Regions from separate parts of the Mus musculus genome. Here regions 2, 3, 4, 5 and 6 are each linked to region 1. Evidence: chromatin contacts called from public HiChIP or PLAC-seq, Micro-C and promoter capture Hi-C data. All regions are on one chromosome and are shown on one strand. The core of a region is the stretch at or near the end of the contact, and the rest is flanking DNA. Distances in the headings are between cores, read along the strand shown. Region 1 holds the start of Gpr155 (G protein-coupled receptor 155). Region 2 overlaps Map3k20 (mitogen-activated protein kinase kinase kinase 20). Region 3 overlaps Map3k20 (mitogen-activated protein kinase kinase kinase 20). Region 4 has its middle 61 kb from the start of Gm30069. Region 5 overlaps 8430437L04Rik (RIKEN cDNA 8430437L04 gene). Region 6 holds the start of Atp5g3 (ATP synthase, H+ transporting, mitochondrial F0 complex, subunit C3 (subunit 9)).

What was found. Promoter capture Hi-C pulls out the DNA fragments that hold promoters and counts their contacts. Hi-C and Micro-C count contacts between places; a contact is called where the count stands out from the background. HiChIP or PLAC-seq counts read pairs in DNA pulled down with a chosen protein or histone mark.
Region 2: a promoter capture Hi-C map of pre-B cells shows a contact between it and region 1, with 6 times the contacts expected there. The contact joins the enhancer-like site here to the promoter of Gpr155 in region 1. A contact is called at or near these places in 18 of 39 promoter capture datasets (the 3T3-L1 cell line, 3T3-L1-derived adipocytes, the C10 cell line and 12 more), 1 of 484 Hi-C or Micro-C datasets (pre-B cells) and 3 of 115 datasets of contacts at active chromatin or transcription factors (astrocytes, embryonic forebrain and large pre-B cells).
Region 3: a contact with region 1 is called in an H3K4me3 HiChIP or PLAC-seq map of bone marrow-derived macrophages, with 6 times the contacts expected there. The contact joins the enhancer-like site here to the promoter of Gpr155 in region 1. A contact is called at or near these places in 9 of 39 promoter capture datasets (the 3T3-L1 cell line, the C10 cell line, the HPC-7 cell line and 5 more), 2 of 115 datasets of contacts at active chromatin or transcription factors (astrocytes and bone marrow-derived macrophages) and 1 of 9 other capture datasets (macrophages).
Region 4: a promoter capture Hi-C map of 3T3-L1-derived adipocytes shows a contact between it and region 1, with 5 times the contacts expected there. The contact joins the enhancer-like site here to the promoter of Gpr155 in region 1. A contact is called at or near these places in 10 of 39 promoter capture datasets (the 3T3-L1 cell line, 3T3-L1-derived adipocytes, cranial neural crest and 6 more) and 2 of 115 datasets of contacts at active chromatin or transcription factors (astrocytes and embryonic forebrain).
Region 5: a promoter capture Hi-C map of 3T3-L1-derived adipocytes shows a contact between it and region 1, with 3 times the contacts expected there. The contact joins the enhancer-like site here to the promoter of Gpr155 in region 1. A contact is called at or near these places in 9 of 39 promoter capture datasets (3T3-L1-derived adipocytes, the HPC-7 cell line, cranial neural crest and 6 more).
Region 6: a Micro-C map of embryonic stem cells shows a contact between it and region 1, with 6 times the contacts expected there. The contact joins the promoter of Atp5g3 here to the promoter of Gpr155 in region 1. A contact is called at or near these places in 4 of 39 promoter capture datasets (hippocampal neurons, liver, pre-B cells and 1 more) and 2 of 484 Hi-C or Micro-C datasets (embryonic stem cells and olfactory sensory neurons).

What each region holds. Positions count from the first base shown.
Region 1 is chr2:73,384,657-73,387,953 of GRCm38.p6, reverse strand. It overlaps Gpr155 (G protein-coupled receptor 155), which reads left to right and starts at 1,474. Exons shown (of 17, transcript NM_001190297.2): 1 at 1,474-1,689. Gm13707 (a long non-coding RNA gene) reads right to left here and starts at 1,104. Exons shown (of 9, transcript XR_866430.3): 1 at 598-1,104.
Region 2 is chr2:72,398,045-72,401,341 of GRCm38.p6, reverse strand. Map3k20 (mitogen-activated protein kinase kinase kinase 20) reads right to left here. Exons shown (of 20, transcript NM_023057.5): 11 at 2,917-3,052. Among named protein-coding and RNA genes, the nearest start is that of Gm52556, 48 kb to the right of the region's middle. Within about 2 kb of position 1,456, at least 44 of the 459 cell types and tissues checked have an H3K27ac peak or open chromatin away from gene starts, as enhancers often do. A contact at or near this core is called in pre-B cells, where this site is marked.
Region 3 is chr2:72,436,697-72,439,993 of GRCm38.p6, reverse strand. Map3k20 (mitogen-activated protein kinase kinase kinase 20) reads right to left here. Exons shown (of 20, transcript NM_023057.5): 19 at 1,642-1,792. Among named protein-coding and RNA genes, the nearest start is that of Gm39847, 26 kb to the left of the region's middle. Within about 2 kb of position 1,788, at least 20 of the 459 cell types and tissues checked have an H3K27ac peak or open chromatin away from gene starts, as enhancers often do. A contact at or near this core is called in bone marrow-derived macrophages, where this site is marked.
Region 4 is chr2:72,553,028-72,556,324 of GRCm38.p6, reverse strand. No RefSeq gene overlaps it. Among named protein-coding and RNA genes, the nearest start is that of Gm30069, 61 kb to the left of the region's middle. Within about 2 kb of position 1,579, at least 19 of the 459 cell types and tissues checked have an H3K27ac peak or open chromatin away from gene starts, as enhancers often do. A contact at or near this core is called in 3T3-L1-derived adipocytes, where this site is marked.
Region 5 is chr2:72,725,764-72,729,060 of GRCm38.p6, reverse strand. It overlaps 8430437L04Rik (RIKEN cDNA 8430437L04 gene), which reads right to left. Exons shown (of 7, transcript NR_040503.1): 6 at 2,171-2,260; 7 at 1-209. Among named protein-coding and RNA genes, the nearest start is that of Gm30257, 6.4 kb to the left of the region's middle. Within about 2 kb of position 1,745, at least 4 of the 459 cell types and tissues checked have an H3K27ac peak or open chromatin away from gene starts, as enhancers often do. A contact at or near this core is called in 3T3-L1-derived adipocytes, where this site is marked.
Region 6 is chr2:73,909,593-73,912,889 of GRCm38.p6, reverse strand. It overlaps Atp5g3 (ATP synthase, H+ transporting, mitochondrial F0 complex, subunit C3 (subunit 9)), which reads left to right and starts at 1,564. Exons shown (of 5, transcript NM_175015.3): 1 at 1,564-1,638; 2 at 1,830-1,935; 3 at 2,949-3,026. The coding sequence starts at 1,897.

The sequences.
Region 1 (3,297 bases), core at 225-2,724:
CTAAGCTAAGCTAACACAAGGAACTCCTACAGGTTGGCCTTAACTTTCCTTTCTAGGCCTGTCTTTCAATAATCCTTTAAAAGTCAAAGTTCACTAAATATTTAGTTTGACTAATGTTCATAGTTTCAAGGCAGGAATCCATTTAGCCTTGAGATAACAGATGTATTGTTTTTTTTTTTTTTTTTTTTTTTGCAGTTAGGTTAATAGTTAAAAGTGAGAAAGACAAAAAATGAACCAAAAGGGAGTAAGCTACATTTTAAAAAATAGTTTCAATTCTGCTCACCTTTCCTTAGGCTTCATATCCTTAAGCCAGCTCTTGGCTTTTCTTTTCTTTTTTTTTCCCATTTTTTATTACATATTTTCTTTATTTACATTTCAAATTTTATCCCCTTTCCTCATTTTCCCTCGGAACCCCCTTCCCCCATCCCATCTCCCTTCCCGGCTTTTATTTTCTTAGTAAACCATATAGTAACTTAATTTAAAGGTGCAAATAGTACTGTACTTTGTACTAAAACTGCACAGATTAATAGGACATAGTAGTGGCCAGACAAAACAGTAAAATTTGCAAAGCAAGATTTCTTTTTAAGAAATACTTACAAAATCACTGAGATCAGGCTTTAAATTAGAAATATTTTTTGTTTCAGAAAATGTCTTCATTTTCACACGTTGACTTCGAGAAGCCCCAGTAGACTTCCGAGAATACTAGGAGATTCCTGTCTGTAAACTAAGAGCATACAGCCAGAGTTCCTCCACAACAGAAAAAGAAGCAGTCGCTGCTGGCAATGTATTCTAAATCAAGCACACAACTAAAGCTTATATTTTAATCTCTTTTGATTTAGGAAGGTCAAGATCATGCTAGCTTGGGAAAGGTAGAAGGCAGGGTTTGAACTCACATCCTTGCATTTATAACTCTATACTATGCAATGACGAGGCTAACCAGGAGAGGAATTGACAGGATTACTGGAAGCTGAGGTTAACCGAAATGATGACAGGCCTTCCTGAGTCTGAGCAGAGGCGGAGGAAACCAATACTGCCAATCCCCACCCGGCCGCCATCTTGTGGGAAGAGAAAAGCCGGAAGTACAGCTACGGGAGACCGGCGGCCAAGTGGCTTTGGCGGAGGCGAAGCATAAGGGCAGGGACTGGGCTGTGTGGCCTCGGGCACCGGGGGTGGAGCGGTGTCGCTTGTCCTTGGGGGCGGGGCCTAAAGGCGAGGTGGAGACCCGCATTCGGGCCTTCTGGCTAGGGGCGGGGCCTTGGGGTGGAGCCCCAGGGCGGAGTGCAGTGTAGCACTGGAGCTTAGGGGTGTGGCCTGACGGCGGGGTGGAGATTTGAAACGCGGACCTCCATGCTGGAGGCGGGGCCTTGGGCGGGGCGGGGCCATGTCCTGAGCTTGGGGGCGGGGCCTCACGGCAGAATGGAGACCGGCTTCTCTGACCTCCAGGCCAGGGGCGGAGCCTGAAGGCGGGGCGGAGGCGGGGAGGAGGCACCGGGCTGCAGACGCCTAAGGTAGCTGACAGGACCGCAGCGGCTCACCCCTCCCTTTCTCGGAACGTGGTTGGGCATCTGCCGCTGGCACACGCCGCTACAAGAGGGTTCGGGGCGGGAGATGACGGCGGTGTGCTCGCTGCTTGGCCCTCTGTGAGCATCGGCTTCCTTCTCCTTGCAGCCGGAGCTGCAGACCTAGCAGGTGAGATGAGCCCCAGTTGCGTTTGCAATGGCCCCTGCCCCTGGGGTCCGGACCAGTGGGCAGCGCCAGGCTGCCCTGGCGCCTCGGCTAGCTGCTGCGCCTGTCCGCCTCTGCTCCACAGAGCCTGCGCCTGAAACCTGCGGGAACACTGGAGATGGTCTGCTCACAAGGGACGACTTGTCCCCTCTGGTGCCAGAGCTGCGGTCCCCAGGGTGCGAAGCACCCCGTTGCACGTGTGCTCACATTGTCATCTCGGACTTTTTACTTTAGCCCAAGGTGGCCTTCGTGTCTGCCCCTCCTGAGCACCTCGGGATCTTTGCGCCAAATTTTCTCCCATACTTCTTTACGGAGCACCTGACGTTGTGACTCCCATGCCCTGGCTTTCCACTTCCACGGGTGTCAGCTGCCCTCGGTATCATCTATTTGGTCAGGGACTCTGCACTCCTTATCTTGGCGGGCCAAAGTCTGATCCTGCAGATTGACAAGGGAAAAGGCAGTGACTGGAGTGCCTGTTGATGTTGAAGAGTGCTTTTTATAGTGCTGCAAGGCATTAGGCTTTTCTCCTGTCTAAAGGATAGGAGTGTTTGAGAAGAGAACAGCCTCAGTTTAAAGCTTTTTCTTTCAAGTCAGTACTGCAGCACATTTGAACTTAATAGCATTTAACCTACAATTTCAGTGCTTTGGTCATGTTATCTAAGTCAGATGTAATGCGACTAGATGGTTTGTATACTTCGTTTTCTAGTGTCTGGCCCAGTGAATTGGCTTTTCCAGTGATAGGACAACTTGTTTGTTCTGCAACAAGTCTTGTTTTTGTAGTTTAAAGGACTGGATGACATTTTTAAAACTTCCTTTGTTGTGGTTCTTGTTAATCTTAAAATGTGCATAAGAAGCGGTTTTTCGTTTTGTTTTGTTTTCATGTTTAAAATGGTATGAGATAAAACTTCAGAGTTATTTTTAGTTTTTTTTTTTCTCCCTTCCTTATTTTGAGACAGCTGCTAATTTAAGTCCTGGCTGGCTTTTCTTTGTAGCTGGGCTTGAACCCATGGTCTTCCTGCCTCTGCCTCACTAGTGCTGTGATTACAGGTGTGTGACATTATGTCAGACTAGAAGTCATTTTAACTTTCATTTGCCTCGGGAACTGTTTATAACACTGGAAAAATTGAAAGGGGGAAAAGGACAGATTACTTTTAAAAAGTTTCATTTAATTTTCAGTTAATTGGAAGTTGAACCTGGAAGTTGTTAAACCTCTTGGCCATCACCTTCACTGTCAATAGCCACTTAAGATCAAACTCAATTCAACTCTTAATTGCTGGGTATGAAACAGAGGCTGGTAACTTCATAACACATTCTAAACTCGTAACTTTGTGGAATATCTAGTATGTCTACTATTGAGGATCTTTAATATTAGGCATGTTTGTATAGCTACTTGTGACAATGAATGCTGTTTACCTTGTTACCGTTTTAATCATTATCATTAGGTCTGCAGTCTCTCTACCCACCTCTCTTACCCACTTTGGTTTATTCTGTGTACGCTGTCTGTTTTTTGAGACATCGTCTCAATGCAGCCCCGGTTGCTTTTGAACTTGTATTGCTCCTATTTCTGTCTCT
Region 2 (3,297 bases), core at 207-2,706, 990 kb after region 1:
TCGAGATCCCGTCTTTAACTCAGTTATGGTGAACCTGTGGAGACTGTGGGAGACTGCTCTTAGCCTGTCTCCTTTGCTGCAGCCACCGACACCAAGTCTCCTTCCAGTGAGACTTGCCTACGAGGTCTTTCTCATGTTGTCGCAGTGGTAATAACTCTCAGATGAACTCTACACTCTGGGTGTGAAGGCACAGTGTAGTTCCTAGGTTTTTTTAAATCTTAAGATTAAAAATTCCCCATATCTATTATTGTGGCAGGCACACGCATGCCATGGGCGTGTAACTTTTGGGAACTGGTTCTCTCCTGCCTCGTTAGGTTTTTGGCACTGGGGTGATCAGGGTTGTTTGGCAAGTGCTTCTAGTGACACAACCATCTTGATGGCCCAATTTTCTAATTTAACTTACTGATGGAGATAAGTTTTCATTTCATTTTGTTTTTATTTGAGACAGGGTTTCTTTATGTAGGCCAGGCTGTCCCGGAACTTGTTCTGCAGACCAAGCTGACCTCGAACTCTGAGATCCTGCTGCCTCTGCCTCCCTAGTGCTGGGATTAAAGGCGCGCGCCACCACTGCTTGGCGGAGATAAATTCTCAAAAGCCAGAACTTTCTATTAGAGGAGAATTTTGGCACTTTGGGCTCAGAATCAAGGTCCTGTGGTCCACCTGGCCAGTCTCAGATCCTTACTGGTGGGGCAGGGCCTCACTCCCTAAGGCTCCATTCACTCCCTTTCCACATTCTCAAATTGGTTTTTCAATGGACAGAAACCCTTTGTTGCTTATTTATTTTATTATTGCCAAGGTCTTTTCTCACATTATGTTAGGGTCTAAAGAGATCCATAAATATTTCTTAAATAAGAGTTTATCTCTAACTTTTTTTTTTACAGCAAGCCACAGCAATAATTAGAAATAAGCTTTATTTCTATTTATGCACAGAGAACTCATCTTTCCAAGTGTCTTTAATATTTCGGTTTTCGGAAGGAAAATAGGACCCCTGAAATCAATCTGATAGTATTCTTATGTATTGTGTAAAAGTTAGACTGTTATATTTAAGATGAAGCTACCTATAAAAAAAAAAAGCCTCGTTTGCCCCCTTTAAAAAGATTTTTTTTTCTTTCAGCAGTCTAGTTATAAACCACCTAGAGATTAAAGTGAGGATGAAAGAAAACAGCTACTAATAAAATACCCGAGCACAAACTCCTTTTCCTTAGAAGTACCAGCTCTAGGCAGAGGAGACATTGAAAGCAAGTGTTATAAACAAAAAGCCTTGGGCCTCACAAGTAAAAAGGGAGGGGCCCTCGCAGGGACTGCATCATGCTGTCCCCAGTTAGCTGGTGGCTTGCGAAGCACTTCCCCCAAACCAAGGCTTCTGGGGTTAAAACACAAGCGCACAACCTACCAAGCACCTGTCGCGTATTATCCTTTGTCATACAACTGTGTTACCAGCAGCAATAATATGTGTAAGGCAGCCCATAATTTCTTAGCAAGACTGACGCCAGTAAACCAAGGCGAGGTTCTTAGGCATACTCTAATAAGCGGTTGAAAGTTTTCTTGACAATAAGACATTTAGAAAGAGTCGAGCCATGCAGTGCTTTACAGTTAAGGTTTCAATGCACATAAAAAGCATAACAACACAGCTTCCTAGCCTTCAGCAGATGGGCCGTGGGGACAGGGCTGTGCTCTGTAGCTCCCACCTGCCTGCTGGCACCAGCTCAGCCTGAACAGGAAGCTGCCCCCCCCCTTTACCCCTTCTTTGAGAATCTGGTTCAATTCACAGGACTTGCTGACAAAAATGAGGTACCCTTATAATATCTCATGCCAGTCCTATGTATAGCAACTCAGTCCTTATCTCGGCATTCCTGGGATTTACCAAAGACATTTTTGAAAAGGGTAAACGTGTAGCATTTAAATGCACTTTCCTTTTTGGGGGTGAGGGGGTGCCAGATTGTGTCTCCACAATTGGAATTGGAAATGGAGACGGACTCTCCTGTTCTTTAGATATTGGAAGACATTTTGCAGCCGCTCAGTGGAGGTTAAGACTTGTCTAGATAGGTCTTTGAGGAACACACAATGAAGGGTGTTCAGTGTTTTCTCTCTCTCTTTTTTTCTTGGTCTATTTGTCGATAACTTTATTTTGAATCTCTTGCTTCTTGTAATTTTAAGCGGACAGTTCTCGTCCACTGAAAATCCTAGAAAACCAATCCTAAGCTTTTACTTGATCCCTAAAAGTCACTCTGTTTTAAATCTCAAGGATGATGGAATGAGATGCATGATTTAACACTAAGTTCAAGCTCAAGGCTAACGCATGAGTGGCCAGTGCTGCTCCATACTTGGGAAGGAACAAGGATCTTCCCAGAGGTAGAGCAAGTGGGTTGCCTGTCCCAGGAGAGGCCTTCTCCCCATTTGATGCTTCTCCTACTCATGGCACTAAATCCATAAGGAATATTAATGCCTGCCATGTCTATGTCAGCAGGCCAGTTCAATCTTAGAAAATGTGCTTAAGTTCTGACACACCCAAGGCATTCCTTGCAATGAGTTATTAATTACTGGTAGCATCTAAGGGCATTCATTCCCTCAGTGTTCTTAGGGCTTAACGGATGGTCTAAACATATTAGACTTTACTCTTGTAATTTTAACATACAAATAAATGCAGTTCTTAAGGAAATAATAGTTTCTAAGGAAAGATACAGAGGAGGCATTTTCTTTTAAATAGGTTTTTCCCCCCTTTTAAATCTCTGGCATTTGGTGTTTCATACTTATTACTACCAATGAAGGCCTTTAGTTCTCAGGAGCAGGGCAGGGCAGGGCAGGGCAGGGCAGGGCAGGGCAGGGCAGGGCAGGGTTGGGGGTGGGGAGGAGCGTGGTCATGCTGTCCCGTGCTCAGCGTGCATGCTGCGGGAAGCCACTAGGTGGCGTACTCACCGGGGTGTTGGATTGCTCCGTCAGCTTCTGCTCCCACATCTTGAGACGTCTCTCCCGTTCTTTGAGCTCCTGCTCTTTAAAGCTGAGATCTCGCTCTAGTTTCTTCAGTCGCTCAAGGGTTGCCTCAATTTCACACCTGCAGAGAGAGAGAATTCAGTGAGTCTCCACTACTGCCCGGCCCGTGGGTGCTCAGTGGATCCATTGGAGGACTAACCAGATACAAAGCTAAGGTGTGGGCTTTGAAATTGGCCAGGAACCGGCCAGAGCAGCGGGACTCTTTCTTATCCTTCAAAACCAACAGGTGGTTCCTAGTTGGGAAAAACCAACTCAGAGCATTTTAACAAAGCACTGAAGAGCGACCTAGCGACCATTTTTCTCCCA
Region 3 (3,297 bases), core at 539-3,038, 950 kb after region 1:
ACCTTGTTTTCTGCCGTTCACCACCATCCATCACATCTGGTGATACAGTCCACTGACTATAGAGGCATGTGTGGAGAAACTAGCCCTGTAAGTGTTACCAGAGGAAATCTGGAACTCAGACTGATTTAAGAACAACAACAACAAAAATGTTTATTTGGTGACTCTCAACATGGTCGGACGGAATTGAACTATGTAAAACTTAGAAGCCATTGGCAGCCCTTTTGGAAATGGGGAAACTGGCCTCACAGAAGAGACAATGCAGCAGAATTATAGTAGAACCCCACAGGCTTTACGGGGGGCAGGGCTATAGGGGTCAACCAGGGTCATGACTATGAAAGCCCTATAGAAGTAAAATGTGCCCTGTAAACATCACTTATTAGAAAGGTTTTTTTTTGTTTGTTTGTTTTTGTTTTTTTTTTTTTTTTTTTTTTTTTGTCTCCGAAACTCCTGTATAGCTTATATGGCCTGGAACTTGAATGGTCCTCCTGCTTTAGCCCCCAGGGTGCTGGGATCACAGTTGTGAGCTAACACACCCATCTAAAAGAAGAACTTGAAGGATTATGGCAGACATATTAGACAAGGCACACAGACTTAACCAACATAAAGGAGTTTAGAAATAGCCACACGAAATCCTAAGCCTAGTCATGGATAGTCACAGTGTTCCCTGATGGTTATCTGCACAAGGAAGCAAACCAACTGTTGACAAAGGTGAAGGCATGATGTCAAATCACTTGTTGATGGCTTTTGACTGTTCTTCAGGATTCTGGCTGCCCTGGCTGGTGGTCATTTAAGAATGTTTGTTCTGCTTGGCATGTCAGACGTAACAGTGGCCAATGTAGGAGCCAGACGGTCATGACTCAGTGACTGCCCTTGAGGGCAGTAAGTTAGAGTCCCGCTTTTGTCTCCGTGCCTGGCAGACAGCCTTCTGGTCACTGTCACAGAAATACTTTTCTCTTGGGGGGAGAAGCAGTGCTGCTGAGAAAGCACGGGTTTCTGTGTGCTTGGTGTATACGACTCACGGTTATGAGGGGACTGCATGTGGCTTTGTACAAATTCACCTTCAGCACAGCGGTGAGCGTGCCTCAGTCCTACAGTCCTAGAGCTTCTCAGCCCACAAGTAGGGAATCAGAACTTTTGCTTGAGTTCACCAGATAATGACCGATTTCATAGCCTGTCAGCTGGCCTTGAATGCTTTTCTACATTTTAAAAATTACTATCACCAGTATCCAGCATATGCGTTGGAGTTTTTCTCTTTACTGTCTCTCTTCAATTTGTGTGTATTCGAGGTGTGTGTGTGTGTGTGTGTGTGTGTGTGTGTGTGTGTGTGTGTAGAACAGCTCATGCCATGATGTTTGCGTGGTTAGAGGACAACATACAAGAGTCAGTACTCACATACACCGAGCCATCACGCCGAGCCTCTCCATCCTGTCCTGCCTACTCCACTCTCGTTTGTCCATCTTCTCCTCCCTCCCCTGACCTTTCCTCCGTCATCGACAGGCCTCATTGCTGGTTCTCAGGTCTCAAGGTGTCTGAGTTAGGCATCTGAGCCACCTCTGCCTGGCACTCTCCTCTGCAATGGGAATCTCATAACTTAACATCCTGGACTCAGGTGTGCGGGCTGAGTTAAGGACACTAACTTACTGGAGTCGGATCTGCTGCCAGGGTTGCCCTCTGAGCTGGAGAACAGAGTCTGAATGGCAAGCTGGACCGCCTTCACCTCATCCTGAGGCTTCGTTCTGTCCCACTGTATGGAGTGCACGTGCTTAGTGAGTTTTGGTGTTCTGACATCATTCTGTTAAAAAAAAAATCAAAACCCCATGATCATGCATATACACATTTATAGAATGAGAAGGGGAAACACATGTTATTATGTCATTTGCCCAAATTAGTGAATTTGAATAAGAGGAACACTCCAACCCCCTTTCTCATAATGGATTCAGTGTCCTTTCTTCTCCCTTCTCCTTCTCTTCTCTCATTCTATGCCCTTTTCTACTTATCAGATTATAATACTTAAAAATAGGGTTGTGGGGCTGGAGAGATGGCTCAGCAGTTAAGAACACTGACTGCTCTTCCGCAGGCTGTGAGTTTGATTCCCAGCAACTACATGGTGACTCAAAACCATCTGTAATGGGATCTGATTCCCTCTTCTGGTGTGTCAGCAATACCATACTCATAGATAAATCAATAAAGAAATCTTTAAAAAAAATAGAGTTGTCTTCTTCCAGAATTTATAACATTTGATAGAGCTCAATTTACCTTATTAATAAGAAATGTCTTTCATATTTGAAAAAAAGATACCTTATTGAATAAATGAACATTGACCACTGTTTTCCCTAAAAGCACCTTTGGTCCAAGGGTGCTAGGATACACACAGGGAGGAGAATGGCACAAGGCTGCTCCCGGGGGAGTGAAGGTTAGCAGGTGCACAGCGAGACAGGATGGAGAGAGAAGAAATCCGGTATCAGAAGAGGATACTGGACCAAGATAACAGTTCTTGTCCCAAAACTGTCCCCATCACCAGATACACCTACAGATTACAGTCTCTTTAGGGCGCTGGGTGTAGCTCAGTGGGACATTGGCTTGACCTGTAAATGGCCTTGGGTCCCTACAAAAAGGGATCTCTAGGATTTAATACAGTAGGGTGTGGTGTACAGGCCCTTTATCTCAGCACTCAGGAGGCTGAAGTAGGTGGATCACTGCCAGTTCAAGGCTGACCCTGGTCTAATAGCAAGTGGGAGACTAGCTAGGGGTACATAGGAAATATCTTGTTTCAAAAAATAAAAGGAGAGAATAAGAGGAAAGGAAGGAAGAAAGGAAGAAAAAGAAAAAGAACTCTTTAAAAACTAGAAAGTGAAAAAGTGGCTCATTATCATCATGGAGTCCATGAAGAGGAGGAGTAAGGAAAGAAGAAACTGAGGGAGGAAGGAGGTTGAAGAAGGGCAAGCGGCGGGCATGGCACGTTTAATGAGTTGTCTGCAGCAGGCGAAGCGAAGCCGGAATCAGTTAAAGGTGGCTTTTCCTGGGCGGATGCACGGAGGGAACGGTTAACAGGTATCAGGATTGCTGACACACGTATTGCCTTGCAGGCTGATGGGGTGAGGTGGACAAGGCTTGGGCCTCTGATTCTAAAATGCTAGACTGTGATAGCTCAGGAAATCTCATTGGAGCAGCATGCAAAGCCCACTCTGAGGGAACTTCCTGCAGCATACTACAGCCACTGTGAGGCTCACAGGTCGGGGCTGGAGGCAGGAAAGAGACACTGTTCCCAGAGAGAAACAAGGGTTGTGAGCATATTAA
Region 4 (3,297 bases), core at 330-2,829, 830 kb after region 1:
GGGGGGGAGAAGTCGAGGACTTTATTTGGAACAATTAGACAATGCTAATGTGGAACTGTAGGTTGGTTTGCGGCAAAGCATGGTGCAATTTGTCTGACTTAGTTAAGGAATATGATAATGCCCTAATTATCTGTCTAAGATGTGCCCTGGATATTACAGAGGAGACAAAGAATAAAAAATGGCAAACCATGAATTATCCGAAATAATCCGTGTTGTTAAAGGTTGGCTCCTAAGAAAGTCTGGTCACTGGCAGTTCCTATCTGCCATTCATCTATTGTTAATTTAATCTTTTGTGTGTACTCAAAAAAAAAATTTTTTTTTTTTTTTTTTTTGCCCAGGGCTAACATTTGTTGGGAGAATGTCTCTCCCCGGTCCCCTGCAGTTGTTGCAGGCATGTGTTTTTACAAACAGCCCCTCTTGGTTGCTTTGCCTTTTTTTCTTTTTTTTTTTTTTTTTTTTTGGTAACTGGACTTGCAGTGGGCCAAGAAAGCATCAACCCACTGCTAATTAAACCGATTAATCAGACTGGATATTGTTAGAGTATAAATGGATGTGTGCTTGTTTAGTGCCATGTGAAGTAAAAACCAAACAGATTTATCGGCTAAGAAGAAAAAGTCTGTCTTGGATGAAAGCCGGGAAACCTAATGAATTGAAATGTGTCCACCAGGGTAGATATATTTCTTCTTACTGCTAGTCGCTGGTGCCTCTCAAAGCAGTGGAAGTAAATTACTATCTTAACCTGATAAGCCTGTCACTTTTATCAAATCCGTTTGCCAGCTTCCAAATAGACCAGGAGGAAACAGCAGAGGGACAGCAGTGGGCTTCATTCTTTCAAGAGAGTAGAGTAGAGATGCCTTGCCCAAGCCTGGCTGTCTTTCATTAGCTAAAAGGAACTCCTAAGGTGAAAGACCCAAACCAAATAACTTGTAAGAACTTCTCCAGAGCCAGCACACCCTAAGCCCAGAGAGGGTGGGGTTCTCCCAACCGTCCCCATGGTTCCTGCCTTTCTGGCAGATTGAACCGGTCGTAATGGAAACCAGTCTCTGAGGACTCTGAAGGGAGGCCATCTCTCCTTGATAGTTTTGGACCTAGAACACTGTCTCCTTTGCCACCCAGGTTCTGGTTGGGTGAGAACCCATGCTGTTCTTAGTAAGCCACCTGCAAGTACCTCCACCCCACCCCTTGGAAATGCGTAGTCTCTGTCTTTACTAAAATACATGTGCTGTTTATTCTGAGAAATTTCATAGCAAATGGAAGTGTCAAAAAGACCGTGTAGCACACGCTGCTACACTTTCTTGGCGACAGGACCCAGCCATCTCAGTGTCACAGAGCATTGCCATCTCGGCTGCTCTGGGGAATTGAGCAATTAAGGCTGATTTCCTGTGAGGATGTCTTTCTTAACTTGTTTATTCCTTGTACTTAAAAATATTTTGATACGTTACCCTTCTGAAGACATGGTTTGCTTTAAAATGTCTCTGTGCCCTCTTTTGCCTCTGTCCACTTTTCTCTCCTTCTTCTTGGCCTTCTCTTCACAAACATTCTGTCCTTTGTGTCTCGTGGTTTTCTGGGCATTGAACCAGGGCCTTATCCAGGCTAACCGTTCTCCCACTGAGGCCAAGCCTTGCCTCATCCTTTTCAGTATCCCCGCCTTCTGTTCTCTCTCTTCTTTCTTATTTCATCATGATTTTCCTTCTGAGCCTTTTTTATTCCACTGTTTGTTTGTCTGTCTTTGGTTTTGTTTTGTTTTACTGTGTCTTGGGGTTTTTGCCTGCATGTATGTCTGTGTGAGCATGTTGGATGCCTGGAACTGGAGTTAGAGACAGTTGTGAGCTGCCATTATGGTTGCTGGGAATTAGGACTGGTTCCTCTGGAAGAATAGCCAGTGCTCTTAACCGAGAAGCCATCTCTCCAGCCCACCACTGTAGATATTTATGGATGAAGAGTAAATCTAATTACTACCAGGTTGTTGTTGTTTTAAGATAACCCTTCTCAAGTAGACTGTTAAATTTGTCAAATTTATAAGATACAAAAATGATCGAGCTGACTTACAATGACAGTGTTCCTGATGTAATTACATAAGACTTGAGGGCACAATGGGAGAAAGCTGTTTGTTCCATGTGACCATATCCAAAGGGAAATTAAATTCCTCACAATGTACAAAGAAGACCATATGACCATTAAAGTTATGTGGCCACAAGCAAAGAGATCTTAGACTCTTCAGACTCTTGCTTAAACTAAACCCATTGGCTTCATCATCCAATTTTCTATGTAAAGGAATGATAAATATATGAAGTAAAAGTGAGGGGGTGCCTTCATCAAAATTCCGAGGGGGACCTTCACAGGACAAGACCCTTTACAGTATAAAACTGATAAAGTAAATAATGGGTTTAAGTTATATAACAATTCCCAACACTTGGAAGAGAAAAGAAGTTAGGAGTAATTCTTACACATCATTGGGCAGCTTTTTTCCAAACTCAGTTTCTTCTAGATTGTTCTTCCTTACATATTCTATTATTTCTTTTTTTTTTTTAAGATGTATAAATTTACTGTATATGAGTACACTGTTGCTGTCTTCAGGCACACCAGAAGAGGGCATCAGATCCCATTACAGATGCCTGTGAACCACCATGTGGTTGCTGGGAATTGAACTCAGGACCTCTGAAAGAACAGCCAGTGCTCTTAGCTGCTGAGCCATCTCTCCAGCCCCCATTATTTCTTAAGAGTCACTCAAGGGTCCTGGATGTGGTGGTGTGCACCTTTAATCCTAGCACTTGAGAGGCAAAAAGGCAGGCAGGTCTCTGAGTTTGAGGCTAGCCTGGTCTACAGAGTGAGTTCCAGGACAGCCTGGGCTACCAAAAATTCTTCAAGAAACCCCAGTGACATTTCATGTCCTTAGTCTTCCTCAGGAGCCTCATGTAGCTCAGAGACAGAGAGAGATCTGGACCAACTGAAGGGACTCCTTTCCTGCAGCTGCCTGAGAGGCATCCCTTCCAGGAGTGCTCATGTTTGTTTACAGATGGCACACAGCGCACTGTACCTTCAAAGGCATCTCGGGCTAGAACACCCAAGTTGGATTTTGGAAGGCAGGAAAGGAACGGCTTTTTCTTAAATCTATGGAAAGTGGAATAAGCCTTACAAACAACAACAAAACAAACAAACAAAAACGAGAGCAATAAGCCATCCTAGTTTGGGCCAGATTCCCCTCTTCATTTGGATATTGGCTGGAAGTGTTTGCTCCCAGCTGGGTATGGTTAAGTGAAGATTTACCTGAAACCATTGGCTAATCTCACCTTTACA
Region 5 (3,297 bases), core at 496-2,995, 660 kb after region 1:
CATCCCTTTCTGTCTCTTGGAATCCTGTTTTGTCTCTTTGAGGGAGCCCAAGAGATACCCGTGGAGAAGAATCCTCAGCTGATAGTTCAGCATCCATTTGTCGTTCCTGGGAAGCAGCCATCTTGGAAATGAACCCAGGAGTCCTTGTGATCAAGCCACTCAGCTGCCACCATGTGGAGCAATGGTGAACTGCTCCTGCTAAATCTTGCCTAAATCATAGTTGTGCACAAAGAGAAGATAGTTGTTTTAAGCCATGAGTTTAGAAGGACAAGTTACACTGTTCTCAATAGTTTAGAATCTATGGGTGTCTTGTGTTTGTATTCCCAGAATCTGGTGTGGGTACCTCTAGTTTCCATACGTGAGTCACTTCTACCTATGTGAGTATCCGGCTGACTTTGGCTCCAGAGGGGAGCTTTTCATTCAGCTTAGCTAAACCAGAAGTGCTGAGCATCAAATGTATCAGGAGGCAGGTGTATGGAAGCTGATGGAACGTACCACAGAAGGAAGACATCTGCTGCACTAGGAAGAGGGGTCTTTGTGTTTCCAACTAGATCTAAACCCAGAATACTAAGCCTAGAACTTCCAGGCACCTCCAGATAGGCACAGAGAATAAAGCCAACCCAGTGGGGGATGGGATAAGAGGAAAAGAACCAAGACACAATGGCACTGAGCTAGACTCAGCTATGTCTTAGGTCATCTCTACCCTCAGAGAACATGGACCAATAATATTTTTGTGTGTGTGTGTATTTTGCCTGGCCAATTTGAATTAGATTTTTGATCACTTGGCCAGAAGGAATCCCAGGTGCAGAGGCTCTGAATTTTTATGCTGATACCTTCTTCTTTTCAGATATATAAAAGATTATTTCACACAATTTTATATTACAGAAAAATTAAAAGAATTATACTAAGGATATATACATATCCACCTTGTCCAGACCTCCCAAATATTAAAAGTTGTACATTTGCTTTCGTATATTCTCTTTCTGTATAAATACATACATACACACATACATACATACTTATAATTTCTCTGTGTATGTACAACTTTTTTCTAAATGGACTGAAAATAAATTAAAAAGTCAATATTCCTTTGCTCCTAAATGCTTCAGTGTGTTTCCTGAATAGAACATTCTCCTACAAAGCCACAGCATAATTTCCCATCAAAGTTGGGAAATTTGAATTGATAAAATGCTATTATTTCATCTATTAGCTTGCTTAGGGTTTGCCATTTGATCTCAGCAATGCTTTTTTAGCAGGAAGAAGAAGAAGGAGAAGAAGGAGGAAGAAGGAGGGGGAGGAGGAGAAGGAGGAGGAGGAGGAGGAGGAGGAGGAGGAGGAGGAGGAGGAGGAGGAGGAGGAGGAGGAGAAGGATATTATTTTTGGAGCACTTACAACATTCACTGCCGTGTCTTGCTAGTCTGTCTTAATCTGAAACAGTCACTGTTCATTCATAACAATGTTACATGTTTTTTTAAGACTACAGGCAACTTAATATTATGTCCCTTCCTTTGGGGTTGTCTAGAGTTTCCTTGTGATTAGATTCAAGCTATAAAATTTTAGCAAGAAAACAGCAGAAAGTGCAGCAAGTTAAAACAGGAGGCACATAACCTCCTGTGTCCATTACTGCGGATGTTAACCTCGAGCTTTTGATTAAGGTGCTAATTGCCAGCTTCTCTGGTGTAAATGTACGACTTTCTTTTTGTAATGAGTAAGTATCTTGGCAGGATACCTTCATGTGTGGAAATACATTGCCATTCCTCAAACTTTTACCCAGTACTTTTATGAACTTTTACCTCTAACAATTACTGCTGTGGTAGTTAGCAAACAACAGCTTTCCTGCCCCTCTCATTCCTTTATATTTGATCTAATGTAACAAAGAACAGTCCCACACAACAAATCACTAACCAATCCTCCCTCCCTCCCTCCCTCCCTCCCTTCCTCCCTCCCTCCCTCCCTTCCTCCCTCCCTCCCTCTTTTTCCTTCCTCTCAAATGGGATGATAGAACTCAGCTCCATTCAGGGATTTATAATACTTTACTATCATTGGCTTTGATGCAGAAGCCTGGAATTTGCCATGTTTTATAACTCAGGCTGGTTTTGTACTCTTGACAATCCTCCTGCCTCAGCTTCTTGAGTGTTAGGATTACAGGTCTGAGCTGCACACACCATACCTGGCTGTGATGTAATTTCTTCGATGATAGATTTTTCTTTTTCCGTTTTTGTTAGTGAGAGTCCTTTCAAATTGACTTCCATGCCGGATGCTTTTTGGTGAAGGAAATTAAAATTACAACAACAACAACAAGACACACTCAGGCTCTGAAACCAGCTGAGGTTCCCAAGCTTCAAATCTTAGGCCACGTCTCTTAAGCTCTGTCTTCCTCAGTTCTCTCCCATGGAAAATGGGCACAGGAGAAAAGAACACTTTGACGGAGTGTTAAATCAACTTGTGAACAACAGAAAAGCAATCAGAACTGTGCACAGTCCTCAGGTCTGGGCATACCACCAGGTGCTCAGGCTTGCTAACCCTCTGGCTGTGTGGATCGGTTCTGCACTCCTGAGGGTTAATTTTGCCTCACAAATGACTAAGAGGAGACAGTGGGTTATGTCAGAGAAGTGCATGGAAGCCACTCTCGAATGGCATTCGTCTTCCCTGTCCACTCAGGAAAGGATGAGGAGATATGTGCGCCAGAATTCTCTCCTGAGCTCTTGGCAGACGTAACTCAACCAGTGAGGAACTGGCTATCAAATAAACAGGAAAGGCCTTGTTTTGTACCACAGCAAGTACCAGAAAAGGGGAGAATATCAATGTACCCTCTGTCATCTGTAGAAGAATGTGTGTGAGTGTTTACTCCAAACGCCAATAGAATCGGATATTTTTGTATACTTTACTTAGAGCAATGCAATATCTGCTGTGGTGTTTATGATATGAGTATCTACTGATGTGTGCGTGGTATGCATGTTTAGGGGTTTATGTCTGAGATTTAACATTACTTCAAGTCACTACGAATGTGTTTGCCAATTGGATCACATGTGAATTCAACATCTTAAACTTTTTTTTAAAGAAAAACTTTAAAGATCCAACCAATGAGAATTCAATAGCATTCTAGATCTATCTATCTATCTATCTATCTATCTATCTATCTATCTATCTATCTATCTATCTATCTATCTGAGACAGGGTCTTACCAGGTAACCCTGGCTGGCACGGAACTTGATGTGTATATCAAGCTGACTTTGAATTTGAGATCAGCCTGTCTCTGCCTCCCAAGTGCTGGGATTAAGGGCTTATGCTACCATA
Region 6 (3,297 bases), core at 315-2,814, 520 kb before region 1:
TGCCCTCACATATGCACAGAATAAATAAATAAATGTAATGAACTAAAAGAAACAGCAGCTAGTTACAATGAGACAAATAATGCAGGACTTAGATGAAGGATCTAGAATAGTCAAGTTCAAAACAAAAACAATGGTGATTTTCTGAGGCTGGAGAAAATGCTATGGTTAAAACAAACAGACTGAGCAAGTTATAATTTTATATCTAAAAACATATCATATATACATACAACTAAATATGTATATAAAACTAAAGAAAAAGAGGCCTCAGATTTGAAAAGTCAAGAAGTGTCTAGGAGGAGGAGGGGGGAGGAAATGGGAGGGAGTGGTGTTTGAATAAAAAATTGGCCCCCACGGGTCCATAGGGAATGGCACCGTTAGGAGGTGTGGCCTTGTTGGAGGAAGTGTGTAACTGGGGGGGGGGGGGGTGCAGGCTTTGAGGTTTCAGAAGCATAAGGCAAGCATAATGGCTAACAGTGGTCTCTTCTGGCTGCCTGCCTTCTTCCTTCAGCTATTCTCAGCTCTGTCTCCAGCACCGTGTCTGCCTGAACACTGCCATGCTTCCTGCCATGCTGAAAATGGACTAAACCTCTGAAACTGTAAGCCAGCCCCAATTAAATGTTTGTTTGTTTGTTTCTAAGAGTTGCGGTAGTCGTGGTGTCTCTTCACAGCATTAAAACCCTAAAACAGGGGAGAACCTATGAGATTATATTATCTCAAAAAAACTATTTTAAAAAAATCAATAAGAAGACCAGACGTTGAACTACAGCCATTTATCTGAGACATTTCTGCATCCATCTGGTTTGTTCAAAGTTATCAGAACTGGGTGCTGAATAGATTTTGAAAACTATTCAGGCACTTTTTTAGTCCGAAATGATGATACATTATTATCTCTTAATTCTCCCAGTTATAATGGTGGAAGGCAGCAGAACACAGTGGTACATGGCTTTAATGTCAGCACTTGGAAAACAGAGGCAGGAGGATTTCTGTGAGTTGAAGGCTAGCCTAGTCTACAGAGTTGCAAAGCTCTTGAACCGTCATTTGTTCTTCCCAGGACTTCTAGGTAGGTCTTCTGAGAAAAGATTTGTCGTCTTAAACAAAAGCAAACAAACAAACAAACAAAAAACCCTGTTTTAGAGTCTTACAAAGAAATAATCCCGCTGGAGTTGGTTATGAAGAAGCTAACTACTTGGAAGGGTGAAAGTGGACGATCAAGGTTCTCCCTAACTTACATACTGAGCTCAAGGCCTGCCTGAGCAACTCACCCTGTTTGAAATAAAAGCCAAATCAGGGTCGGCTTGTAGCTCCCTGGGAGAACCCCTGCCTGGCACGTGCAAGGAGCGAGGCTCAGTCTGCGATAGCGACAACAACTAAAAATTATCTGCACCGTTAGTAACACTAACAAAGCCAAGAGTCGTCTTCAGTGTGCTTTTCATTTCACTGGCCGCCAGCCGGTCACGGAGGGGGCCTGTCATTGTCCTCCTCTGAGAGTTACCAATAAAGTTGTTACAAAGTGACCTTGAGCGTCTTCCCCCGCCTTCTCCATCCGGGTGCTGCGGCGCGGATAAGAGCCGCACCGCGCTTGCGCGCCCAGCCCCACTGCTTCGACCTCTGCCGCCGCCACTGCCGCCGCCTCGGGAGGTAAGCGAAGGTAAACGGAGGGCGCGGGGCCCGGGCCGGGGCGGAGCGGGTCTCCCGGCCCTGTCCACCGGGCTTGCGCTTCCCGGGCACGCGGCCACGCTGACCGCCTGCGCGGGGCCCCTCGGGGCCGGGGTGGCAAGGACAGGCCCCTGGGGGGGACACTTGACCTTAAGCCTCTTTTCGCTCCGCAGAGAGGAAGCGGGAGAGGAGCCCACGTCGCCTGTCACCTAGATCCACGCCGCGCCGCCAGGAAGAAAGATGTTCGCCTGCGCCAAGCTCGCCCGCACCCCCGCTCTGGTGCGTAACCCGGGCCTCGGCCCAGCATTCACGCCGAGGGACCGGCTCTCCTTCACCCTTGCCCCGATGTCCTCTCCTCCCTCCCTCCCTCCCAACCCTGGGGCCCGCAGACAGTTCCCGGCCATGTGTCCCCCCCGAGGCCTAGCTGACAGGCCTTCTGGGCGTAGGTCACAGCCTCCTTGCTCGTGGAGCGCGCCCCTCCCCCACCGCCCGGTCCCTATGGAGTTGGGGTCGACGCGAAGGTCGGGGTGCTGAGAAGTCAGGAAGGGGCAGCTGAGGCCTAGTTGCCTGCACAGCGTTTCCCGTGCGCGTCTGTAGGTCAAACTCGCCGCTGCAGAGGGAGGGACTTTGCTTCCTTGTGTGGGCGGAGAAAGGTGTTGGGGAGCCCCGAAGCTTGCTTTTTTGGAGGCTTTAAGTGAAGTCTGAATCTAAAAGATTTGTGCTAGAGAATCGGGTCCTGGTTCTGGAGGGATTTTCTGTGACCTTAGTGTCCGTGGACACTCAAGGGCAGAGAAGCCAGACTGCCAGATGTCCTTATAGTGAGAGTATTGCAACGGCTGTTAAGCTGACATCAAAATGCTTAACTCTATAGTAAATTTAGAATTAGTGGGTATTTAGGAATCCTTTGAAAATTGTAGGAGCTTCATTAGCTGCTGGACTGTTGTAAATGATCAAAATCATAGCGACACCCTTATGAGCCCACATAACTTACTTGAATTTACAGCACTACAGTTACTGAAACTTCCACAACACTCAGTCACTTGGTAACTAATTGGTCTTAGGATTTTTGTTTACAGATAGATTAAATAGAACATTCCATGGTTCATTAGCATAAAATTTTAGGTTGGCTTTGTGTATGCACAATGACCAAAGGCCATGCTAATTGCAGAGATAATAAATCTGTTCGTTCTCTTCTGCTTTCTCCTTTAGAGTTTAAAGTTGCACAAGAGGTCACTGAAGACTAATGTGTACTCTTTAGTACTTGAAATTCTTTCTTTTCCTTCCATTAATAGATCCGAGCTGGATCCAGAGTTGCATATAGACCAATTTCTGCATCAGTGTTATCTCGGCCAGAGACTAGGACTGGAGAGGTGAGTATTAATAACAGAAATTAGGAAACACTGTCAATAAGTCTTACAGAGTTGTTATCATGAAGGGGTGTATTAATGGGTGGTTTCTTTCCAGTTTTATTAAATAATACATAGAAGGTGAGCCACTGAGAGGAACTTTTGGCCAGCACAACCTTCTGAATTAGCAAATAAATATTTTAGGCTGTATTTATAGTTTTGAGTTATCTGTGTTTAAAATAGCCACGGTTATCCAAAAAAGCCTGCTTTGTTGAAAAGCATATTCATTATTCTG